Regions from separate parts of the Mus musculus genome. Here all the other regions are linked to region 2. Evidence: chromatin contacts called from public Hi-C and HiChIP or PLAC-seq data. All regions are on one chromosome and are shown on one strand. The core of a region is the stretch at or near the end of the contact, and the rest is flanking DNA. Distances in the headings are between cores, read along the strand shown. Region 1 overlaps Cd80 (CD80 antigen). Region 2 overlaps Gpr156 (G protein-coupled receptor 156). Region 3 holds the start of Adprh (ADP-ribosylarginine hydrolase).

Region 1 (3,701 bases), core at 873-3,372, 500 kb before region 2:
GAAAGGTTGCTTGAGCTCTCCAAGTTTGGGGTCAGTCTGGAAAATAGAGTGAAGACCCTGTCTGCTAGAAAATAAAATAGCCGGGCTGAGTGGTGCAGGCCTTTAGTTCCATCACCAGCCAGGCTGAGTGGTGCAGGCCTTTAGTTCCATCACCGAGGAAGCAGAGGCAGGTGGATTTCCATGACTGAGGCCAGCCTGGTTTACATTGCTAGTTTCAGGCCAGCCACGGCCTTGCAGAGAGCCCCTGTCTCAAAAAAAAAAAAAAAAAAAAAAAAGATGATAGGTAAATAGATGGTAGATAGATAGATAGATAGATAGATAGATAGATAGATAGATAGATAGATACAATAGCACAAATGTGAAACCATTGATGTCTATAATCTTATCTTGTAAATAAATAGATTTGGGGAACTTGCAACCCTGTGGCAGAACTGTATCTGCAGTCACAGTCCCCAACACCAGAGCCCATCCTCACTCTCCCCTTCTCTCTCATCCCTCCCTTTCTTTCCTCCTGATGACTGGAAGAGCACCCGGGGCTCCTTCTATCTGTTTATTTAGTAAGGAACAAGTGTGAAGCCACCCTTCAACCTGAGAACCTGGAAACAGACAGGAGCCCACATGCGCCCACTCACATGGTCACGCTCTCCTGGACCTCCAGTTCTCAGCACTCATGCATCACCCTAAGTCCATGTTCAATGCCCCCTTGCTTCTTAAAAAAGTAAGGTTAGCCGCGCGTGGTGGACCACACCAGTAGGCAGGTATACTTTGGAGGCTGCAGTAGGAAGAGTATGATGTCAGCCTAGGCTATATAATGAGTTCGAAGCCACCCTTTCCCTTTCTTTCTTTCTTCCTTTCTTTCTTGCTTCCTTTCTTTCTTTCTTTCTTTCTTTCTTTTCTTTTCTTCTTCTTTTTTTTTTTTTTTTTTTTTTTTTTGTAATATAAGGCCATCTGTTCAAGTCCACCTTGGAAACCTGTAACAGATATTTAAATACTACATGAAAAGGCATCTTTAATATACTTTTTAAAAACATTTGAAGTAATCTGCTAAGAGTAAGTGTGTGTGTGTGTAAAAAAAAATTCATTCCCCTTTGAGTGCACTTTGACCTTTGAAGGAGGCAGGGTGGCAGGGAGGCAGGGAGGTCAAGTGGTTAGTGCTTCATCCAGGGGTAGGCTTCGATGGAGGCCTTGCTTCGGTCCCCATAGTCGTACAGGAGCTCCTCCCCAGCTGCGATGTCTCGGGTGGCGATGAGGATGAGGTGAGGCACGCCGTCGATGTCGTGCAGTTTGGTCTGGCAGTTCCCACACTTACTGTGATTGATGAGTCTCCCCAGGCAGTTCGTTTCTTGAGTGGCATCCACGCAGTAGGTTTTGCTCAGATACTGAAAATAGTACATGTAGCAGCCTGTGGAGGGGTCCTGTGCGTACAAGAGCCTCCCGCTTCTTGGCATCGGTAATTTCAATGAGGTTCCCATGGTATTCTACCACAAAGTATCCTCCGGGAAAACAGCTTGGTAGCGATCCCGCCCCTGCCTTTGCCATCAATTAGATGGATCTTCATGCCTTCTTCCTTCCCGCTCTCAGTCAGCTCGTCTATTTTCTTCCTTTCTTCAGACTGCAGCTCAGCTTTGCTCTTCCAGGAGCTCCTCCGCACAGGGTAGAAATCGGTGAATTTTCTATTCTGCTGGGTTTTCCCTTGAGACTTTTTCTGAGGGGCCTGCTTGCCCTTGAGGGGCTTTTTCAGGGTTTGCTTAGCGACTGCTACATTGGTAGAGTCACATGATGGGGGTGGAGTTTTTGGAGGTTCTGCTGCTTCGGATTTTTGGTTTGAAAAAGGCGCCAGGGGACCTCTCCTGGTGTCTTTGCTCTTCTGTTCATCTGACTTCACAGCGCTTCGGATAACGTTCCTGGCGTTCCTTTTCTCGCTTCCTGTAGATTCCAGCTAATGGTTTCCCCGGGCATTTGACCTCGTGATGGGCAACCGAGTTCTCTTCCTGAAGTGGAGAGCGCATTCCAGAGCACTTGTTAGGACTCATGTAGGCATAGATCTTTGGCTGCCCAGCAAACACGTTCTCCCCGTCGCTGCGGGAGGCCCCTCTGCTCCACCATCTCCGGGACCAGAGCAGCCGCCGCTGCTGCCGCCTCCACCGCGCGGGACTTGCACAGCTTCCTGCCTTGTGTTCTAGTGGCCTTCATCTTTAAGAAAAATGCCTAGGTAGGCAGGATTCCAGGCACTCTGGTGACTGCTTACTGCCTTGTGCTGTTGTGCGGTTGCTGTTAGGGATACTGGTGGTGTTAGGGCATGCGGCCAAAGATTTGTTGTATTTGTGCAAAGTCATAGATGCGAAGGACATCAGAAGGTACTCAGCTTCTGCCTTAGCTAGCATTAGGACCACACAACTAAGTCACTTCCCGAGTCTGGCCCTCTAATGTCTTAGTAGCTAAAATTCCAAAGCCTTGTTTTCCATGACCTACCCAAGGGACCTCCCAACCTCTACAATCCTCATTTTCTAAAAAAAAAAAAAAAAAAAAAAAAGGCTTGTACTCAGATCAAATATACAGTATTTAATCTGTAATCACAACCACTACATTTTATTAATTCCTTGCTACTCTGGCATTTTAAAGAGACAAGGAGGCTTCCTGGAGTTGATTTCATTTGTATATTTGACCTCCAGCAAGATGCTAAAGTAGACTTAGAGTCAAGTGTGGATACCTCCTGCCACTTGCTTCTCATGCTTAGACTTTAGGAATTTAGCTCCTCCCCTCTCCTGTGGCAGTCAGTTCCTCTACTCCAGTCCATACCCTGAGCTTTCGTTTTGGAAGTCTGAGTGCCACCGAGCTTGTATGAGCAGGGGTCAGTGACTATCAAGAGCAGCTCTTAAACAGAGATTTGCCCTGTGACTGTGGGCCACTCCCTTGCTTTTTAGTCTTGGTTTGTAGGCAGGTTAATAACCCATGCATTCCAGAGATGAAGGGATGGAAAGACACCACTTAGCACGGAGCCTGACACACAGGATATATTTAGGAAGACGCTCTCATTTAAATCAGGCTGTCAAGGAAACCTTCTGAAAATGCCCAGGGATACTGGGAGAAATGGGAGAAATGAGGGAAGAATACGGAGTATAGTTACCAGAAAAGGGAAAACCCTGAATTTGGTTGCAGAGGAAGTCATTGTAAACAACAACAACAACAACAATTCCTTGGTAGTGAAATCTCTCTGAGTTTGAGGCTAGACTCCAAGCCAGCCAAGGCTACATAGTGAGACCCTATCTCAAAACCCAAAACTAAAACAAAGGGGAAATTTAAAATGGGCCTTGTTCTTAAATAAAGTTGCATGTGTTCCTGACCTATTTATAGTTGGCATTATTATTTTCTACTTATTACCTTAATGCCACGCAATCAAACTACTACTTGGATAGTCAACATAAAAATTTTATTTTGTTTCTTCTAACCAGACATCATGGGCTTTTTAACCTGGAGTAACAAATCTGCAGGCCTAACGCTCTCAGTCACAACTCATGTTTGTTTTTTTTCTAAGAAATGGTTAGTTCAGTAAGAGCCACCTTTTCCTATCTGACTGAGCTTACAGCAGCCTCAGCTTTCTCCCCTAGCCCTGCTACAAGATAACGAGTTAGAGGAACTACTTTGAAGGTCTTTTTTTTGGGGGGGGGGGTTGAGACAGGGTTTCTCTGTATAGCCCTGGC
Region 2 (3,729 bases), core at 759-3,258:
CTTGATCACTGAGCTATCTCTCCAGCCCTGCCACTGAGCTTTGATACACCTAAAAACAAATACAGGGTCATTCACAGCTCTGCTGTGCAACAATAAAGATTCCGACGTGGAGAACTTGTTGAATTTCTCCTTCAGTCCGCCGCTTTTGATCTTTGTTATAATGGGATTATAAACCTATGTCGTGCAAAAGTCCAACTTTATCACATTGCATGGTCATGGTGCCACAGGTCTGATCCGTTTGCTGTTTTGCCCGTTTCTAATGTTCGAGTTAAATGATCCGAATTCTGCACACCTCAAACTAATACTAGTGCGACCATTTGTGCTTCAACTGTGCACTGCCCTGCGTCTTTATCCCACTCAAGCCTCCTTCGAGGACCACCCAGAGAGATCAATGACCTTTCAACATCCCAAGCTTAAAATCCTTTAGTCACAATGATTTCATCCTACTTCGCCTCAGGGTCTCTGAATCCTGTGTCTTGTCGTTTGGAATAGATCCACTTCCAGGAACCTTAAACATATATATGTTCTTTTCTCTCCAACTTGAGGTAGGGACTCACTGTGTATCCCTGACTATTCTTGAACTTGCTATGCGTTCCAGGCTGGAATTGAACTCACAGAGATTCACATACCTCTGCTTGACCAGAGCTGGAATTAAAGGTGTGTACCACCACATCTGATCTTTTTAATTTTAAACCACAGTCCATTAAAACTTTAACTCCTTGTCTTCTCCTGAAAGCTGTTTCTCCACCCTCCATCTCCGTTTGCTTGGACCCAAAACCTTGGCGTCATTGTTGACTCTTCCTTCCTTCCCACATCCAATCTGTTGTGAAACCTCATTGGTTCTATTCTTGAAATACAACCAGAACTCAGCTGCTTCTTCTCTACCTCTGCTGCCACCAACTGATCAAAGTCTTCCTTGCAATAGCCTCTCAGCTGCTCTCCCAGCATCTGTCCTGGAACTTCCTTCTCTAAGGCGACTATAAGCCCCTGCCGGTGATCACCAAAGTGCTAGAGATCAGAGGGTGTCATGAACTGGCTTAATGTCCATGCGTTAGACAAGGAGGTCTGCTGGGTAACAGAAGTGGCTTCTGGGTGTCTTTCTGGACTTCTCTGGAATGGCTGAGGCTTCCCTGATGTTACTGCACACAGAAAGACCAGTTATTTTGGGGTCTCTATGTGCAATGCGTTTCTGCAGGCTATGGGTGTTGACCAAGCTGAGTCCTCACTGAGGAGTCTCGTGTGGGTGAGGCTCTCCTGGGCTTTCCTCTCAGCATAGCGATGAAGGAAGCCTGAAAATAAACGAGAGATCCTAACAGGGTATTTGTGAAGCTCTGTGCGCTCTCAGCCTCTGTTTCTAGGAAACCGAAGGGTCTGTGGGAGTATTCATTCACATATGCATGTGCACACGTATGTTCACTTGTCTCCAATGAGATCAGGCTACTCCAAAAGCTCTTTTCCATTGGCGGAATCCTTCCAGGGGAATTCTCCTAGGAAATGCTTTTGTCTAACACACCTCCCAGGTCATGAGGCTCAGCTCTGTGAGGTAGACCTCATCTTTGACCACACAGCTTCCTAACTTTCAGTGGCTGTTAGTGACAGAAGTGAACAGCACACATCACTCTCCCTGGCTTCAGAAAACCTGCTCATCCTGGACCGTCCAGCTGTTTGCAGCTGGACAGGGGAAGTAATAACTTCTTTTATATCCTTAAAGCCTCGAGTGCTGGGTGGGCCTGGCCTCTCTCAGCTCAACTGCTTTTCTGTAGTCCTCAGTGCTTGCACAGATTTATTTTAATCTGGAGAGGGGAAAATTTCCACCCACCAGCCTGTCATTTTGGACCTACAGTCACTGAAGCTATAAAGGACCCGGAAGGACAGGGCTACAGAATAAACCAAACGATTAGCAGTAGTCAAATCCGATGAGACCCAAGACGCCTTCCAGCTCCTTCCTTTTCAAATCATTTGAGCCACTGCGTCTTTCCCCTGCTGCAGGCTTATCAGCAAGCCAGTCACGTGCATTTCTGCCTCACTTCCTTAGCCAGTAAGAACAGACTGACCTGGATTCCAGAGATGTGGTGGATTTTATAGCCCAATCAACCGATCATCCAAATATAAGCTTTAGTTATTAAGCACAAAAGAAAACTTGCCAAACGTCCTGGCCCCAGATTCTCCTTTAGCCGATGGTCTCAGTGTCCTGTGCTTTCCTGGCAGCTCCTCTCATTCATGGCCATTTTTGTGTCAAACATTAATTCCTGAATAGGAACCTATCAAAGCATTAAGAAGTGGGAATGGCAAAGCAGATGGGACAGAACCTCTGCCCTCAGCTCGTGAGGCTACCTCTTCCCCGGGTTTCAACATTTTCACTACAAAGATTCCTTTCTTATTCCTCTTGTAAAATAGAATAAAAATGTAATTCAACACTAACAGTTCTTTTCTCTCTATCCAGGGCAATTTAACACACACACACACACACACACACACACAGTCTCACACACACACACAGTCACACACACACACACACACACACACACACACACACACGAATGGACTCACATACACGTGTATGCAGGCACACTTGTACACCGTGCACGCGCACACAGACACAGACAGACAGACAGACACACACACACATGCACACAGGCATACTTACACACCATGCACGCACGCACACACACACACACACACACACGAGAATATATAGATTTAAATTTTTAAAAATTACATTTCTTTGTGTGTGCGTTGGCATCTGTGTACCATGTCACACATGGAGGGTTCAGAGAACAACTCACAGGAGCTGACTCTGCCCTCCTGTCACGTGAGATCTCAGAGCATCCAGCTTAGTGACAAGTGTCGTTACCTGCTGAGCTATCTCCATGGCCCATATTTCATATTTCAGAATTCATAGCTCTCCTGGGCTACAAACATAAGAGAATACCAATTCAAAACTGCATCCTTGTAAGCATTTTAAAAGCTGAAATACGGAAATTTAGACTTCCATTTCAGAGCAAACGCCTGTTACCTCATTGTGTGGGCTCAGGTGTAGGACAGTAGTGAAAGGGACAGGGAAGACCCCTAGTGAGCAGAAAGGGGAAGCAGAAAGAGCTCTTATTGAGGAAGCCTGCTTCATCTAGGAGTATTATGGTTGCATTTGATAGTGATTTTGAAACCAAACAAAACAACAACAACAAAAAAACCCCAAATTCCCAAATGTGTATTTCCACATCTCACACAATTGAAAAATATTTCAAATGTGCTTTTAAACAGCAAGAGGGGGCAATAGATACATAGGGGGAAAAATTCCCCTTTTCCTCAACTCTTCTACCCGAGGGCTCCAGTTCCAGACAAGTAGCAAATTGTTCACATAGAGATTTCCACTTCCGTTCTCCCTCCCACTGCAACTGTAGGAAAGGCCAGGGGTGACTTCTAGCAAGACTCTTGTAGCACTTCCAAAAAAAAAAAAAAAAAAAACGTCAGAGCAGCCGCCCTGGTTCTAAGTAGGGCAAAAAGCATAGGCAAACACCATTGGCCGACAGAAGTATCCAATCACAAGGCGCCAGCTCCCTGGTGACTTGCAAATCCATCTTTGCTCTCTTGTTTCTCCCTGTACAGTTTTCAGGTTTATTACAGCAGGAGAATGGCCGAGGTGTGTCTGGGAATCTTTGAGGAATGCTGAATTCACGAATACTTGCAAGAATGGTTCTCTATCAGGCCAGAATCTGGGAATTTATGACC
Region 3 (3,404 bases), core at 696-3,195, 480 kb before region 2:
CCTCTCTCTTAAGATCTTTAAGTGATTCAATGAGGCCTGCCCACATTATGGAGGATAATCCACTGTACCTCATGTTTATTGATATAAAAGCTAATCTCGGCTGTAAAATACCTTCCCATCTGGAGGAAGATTTGAACAATCTGGGTGCTGTGGTCCAGCCAAGAGGACATACAGTTAGCTGCTCAGATATCATCTTAGTCTTCCTGAATGGACCACATAGCAGCTGCTTTTGGCTTTCCACGTCTCCGTCCCTGGCTTTCCAGTTTCCGCACTCTCTGCGTTTATTATTCTGAGGAGTTTTCTGGTCTATCCTGTGCTCTGTTCTCCTTTGGCCCTTGCTGCTGTTCCACTGTTAGTCTCTGTTAGAGAGTCCAACCCACCCTGCATATGAACTACTTCCTGTCAGTGTGCAGGGGTGCTAGTGCACGGTCCCTAAGCTTTATCAGTCAGAACACTCATAGTGTTACAGTGTCATCCGCACTCAACACATTTGGGTCTATGCAGTGTCAAAGCTGTCTTGGACTGTTCTGTTTTCTGATCCTCAGTGAATCTTTTCTCTTTTAAAACAGTTTTAACCGCGATCTGGTGAGAGAGCAGCTGGACCCCAGGGCCTCACCCTTTTTATTGTATCAAACTAGAAGTTGGCTTATTGTGGAAGTGTTAATGTTTGTGGACATTTGGAGTCACATTAGTAGTTGATAAAGCCAGTTTTTAAGAAAGGATATAAAATTCTATTTAAAAAATGACCCCATTGTTTTAAAATCATATGCATACCATAAAGACTGATATATGTATCAGGGGTAACATCTAGTTTCTATTTTTCTCTAAAATATCTTTAGATATAATATAGAAAAAATATTCTAAAAGATATAAACTAGGTGTGGTGTTGTAAGACTGAAATTCTAGCATTCTAAAGGTAGAGGCAGGAGGATCACGAGTTTGAGACCAGCCTAGTCTCAAAAAATAAATCAAAATTTAATTTTCCTTCATTCCTCTCTTTACTCGGAAAGCTTCTTGTTCCTCTTCTAATTATTTGCAATTTGATGCTTACCCTTCCAAGCAACACACACACATTTATTAAATATATTAACTTTCCTATGACTTATCAATTTATTTTTGCTTAATAAAAGTCCCTAAACTCCACGTGAACACCTCCTTTATTATTGTGATTAATAGATTTATTTACACAAGAATAGAGTCACCAACGCCAAAATTAATAGATGTTAAATGTTCAGTTCAAGTTTCCTTCCCAGATAAGTCTTTCCTTTTTTTCTGTTTTGAAGACATAGAAGAGGGGATGTGAGTTCTTGGGAGTAGGTCTGAAATTTTTGAGCAGACATGTTCTGATCTTAAGTCTAAGGAGTCAAAGCAGGATCTTTGATGTGCGTCAGGGTCACTGTATAGAAGCAGATACTCCATTTAAGCACAAGGCCCGATTTGTGCCTTTCCGGAGACGAGGCTGTACCGAGCTGGGTCGAGGGTACGGGGGAGTGTTCACTGGCACACGTTTATTCTCGGAACCTGACATCTGGGCTCAACGCCGCCATTGCCACCTTAGGGTTTTAACAAATCCAGAGTCATAATTTAGGGGAAAGAACCTTAAGAGTTCCCCTCTAAGCTCCCGTTTGAAACCCTTCTGTGGAGAGCACGCAGAACCACGGCTGAACGGACTAGGGTTAGAATCGGTGAGCCCAAGCCGCTCTGGGCGGTGGGTACCAGGCTCTGGGAGTCCAACGGTCCGCGGGGCAGAACCCTGGCAGGGCAGAACCCTGGCAGGGCGAGCACGAGGCTGGCCGGACACCACTCCACTCGGCCCACACGCAGCGCGGAGCGGTTCCCGAGCTGATGCGCAAGGCTTGGGCGCCCCCAGCACCGCCCCTTCCTCCTTCCGTCCAGTGCGGAGGACGCGGGAGGACGCAGCTCCGCCGGAAGCCGCTGTGCGCCAGCGACCCGCCCGGCCCGCGGCTCCGCCCCTGTTCGGCTTTTGGCTTGGGTGCCCACAGCAGGACTCCTGCGCCCGGTACCCCGCCTCCAGCTCGGGCAATCCTGCCCTCGGCTCTGGACCACCCCGATCCCGCCCCACGCTCTCAGCTCCGCCTCAGCAGGTACAGCCAGGAGTCCCCGAGCCACTCTCCTCTTACTGACCTTAGTACCCGCTCGGTCCCGCTCTCACCTCCAGACTGGTGCTAGGCCAGTGTCCTCAAAGTGGCCACCAAGACTTTCCTGAGTGCATCGCGGCCTCCCCTCCCCTCATCCCCTCTCCCTATTCCTCTTTCTACCCAGGCCAGGAAACCAATGGGAAATCCCGAAGTGTACTTCGGCTTTGATTGTATAGTTTGATGGCTTTGTCACCTGTGCCCGTTTAGAGTGGGTTAAGGAATAATGACTTCTGAAGGGTGGGTCTGGGCCAGGATGGATGCATGTGCCAAGGTGAAAAGGAATTTCAAAGAGAAAAGATACTGGCTACTTCCTCCGTAGGTTCCCACACTCTTCCATGGAGAGCTCAAAAAGGGAACCTGGAGCATTGGGAGGAGAAGGTGGGGGCGTTAGTCCTTAGTTCTCAGAGGTTAACAAAGCTAGGGCTTCGAAAACCTGGGCCAAAACAGGACCTCGGAGAACGAGGCCTTCCTCCCCCACAGATGGGAAACAGATGGGAAACTCCAGCGTGAGAGGATTGTTAGTGGTCACAGAGCTAACACAAGAGACTACAGAACTCTAGTTCCTAGCCGTTATTTATACATAAAACACACACACACAACACCACACACACACAACACACACACACACACACACACACACACACACACACATGTAATCAGGATCAAGCATGGAAAAGCCAGATCTTTACCCTTAACTGCTTCTCCAGGTCTCTGCTGGCCTGTGCCCTAGACCTGAGCAGTGTGACTAGATGGATGGTGGAGGTACCTGGGCTTGAACTAAACCTAAAATGGCGGTTAGAGGAAGAAAGACAGGTGGATGGGAAGAGCTTGGGCTGAGGGCAGGGGTGAGCTAGGTCTTTTTGCCCCTAAGAGTGTTTGCCCCTGTTCATGGGGAGGCTGGGTGCGTGGAGGGGGCAGACAGTGGAACACTGAATCACCACACGGAATGGGTGTCATGGAGCCCTGGCCTGAGTAGAGTAGAAAATGTGTACACCGGGAAGCCAGGGCTTTAGCAAGGATTTCATTTGTGGTGGGAATAGCATTTGCAGCCCGGCACTATAGAACTTTTACCATATAGAAGACAGACAAGGGGCTGGAGACATGGCTCAGCAGTTTGAGAGCACTGGCTGTTCTTCCAGAGGGGCTCAGGTTCAATTCCCAGCACCCACATGGCAGCTCACAGAGCCAGTTCCAGGGGGCCCAACACCCTCACACAGATACCAGTGAAGCCAAAAAACTAGAGTA

Evidence for each region. Hi-C and Micro-C count contacts between places; a contact is called where the count stands out from the background. HiChIP or PLAC-seq counts read pairs in DNA pulled down with a chosen protein or histone mark.
Region 1: a contact with region 2 is called in a Hi-C map of forebrain, with 5 times the contacts expected there. The contact joins two enhancer-like sites. A contact is called at or near these places in 2 of 39 promoter capture datasets (the 3T3-L1 cell line and liver), 6 of 484 Hi-C or Micro-C datasets (cerebral cortex, embryonic stem cells, forebrain and 3 more) and 2 of 115 datasets of contacts at active chromatin or transcription factors (double positive thymocytes and stem cell-derived neural progenitor cells).
Region 3: an H3K4me3 HiChIP or PLAC-seq map of embryonic forebrain shows a contact between it and region 2, with 2.1 times the contacts expected there. The contact joins the promoter of Adprh here to the enhancer-like site in region 2. A contact is called at or near these places in 5 of 39 promoter capture datasets (the 3T3-L1 cell line, 3T3-L1-derived adipocytes, hippocampal neurons and 1 more), 4 of 115 datasets of contacts at active chromatin or transcription factors (double positive thymocytes, embryonic forebrain, embryonic stem cells and 1 more) and 2 of 9 other capture datasets (adipose tissue and pancreatic islet).

What each region holds. Positions count from the first base shown.
Region 1 is chr16:38,474,977-38,478,677 of GRCm38.p6, reverse strand. The region is part of intron 2 of Cd80 (CD80 antigen); the gene reads right to left. It also overlaps the pseudogene Gm8590. Among named protein-coding and RNA genes, the nearest start is that of Gm41453, 6.1 kb to the left of the region's middle. Within about 2 kb of position 2,122, at least 135 of the 459 cell types and tissues checked have an H3K27ac peak or open chromatin away from gene starts, as enhancers often do. A contact at or near this core is called in cerebral cortex, forebrain and uterus, where this site is marked.
Region 2 is chr16:37,972,305-37,976,033 of GRCm38.p6, reverse strand. The region is part of intron 3 of Gpr156 (G protein-coupled receptor 156); the gene reads right to left. Among named protein-coding and RNA genes, the nearest start is that of Gm36225, 14 kb to the left of the region's middle. Within about 2 kb of position 2,008, at least 55 of the 459 cell types and tissues checked have an H3K27ac peak or open chromatin away from gene starts, as enhancers often do. A contact at or near this core is called in cerebral cortex, embryonic forebrain, forebrain and 1 more, where this site is marked.
Region 3 is chr16:38,451,230-38,454,633 of GRCm38.p6, reverse strand. It overlaps Adprh (ADP-ribosylarginine hydrolase), which reads left to right and starts at 1,945. Exons shown (of 4, transcript NM_007414.3): 1 at 1,945-2,105.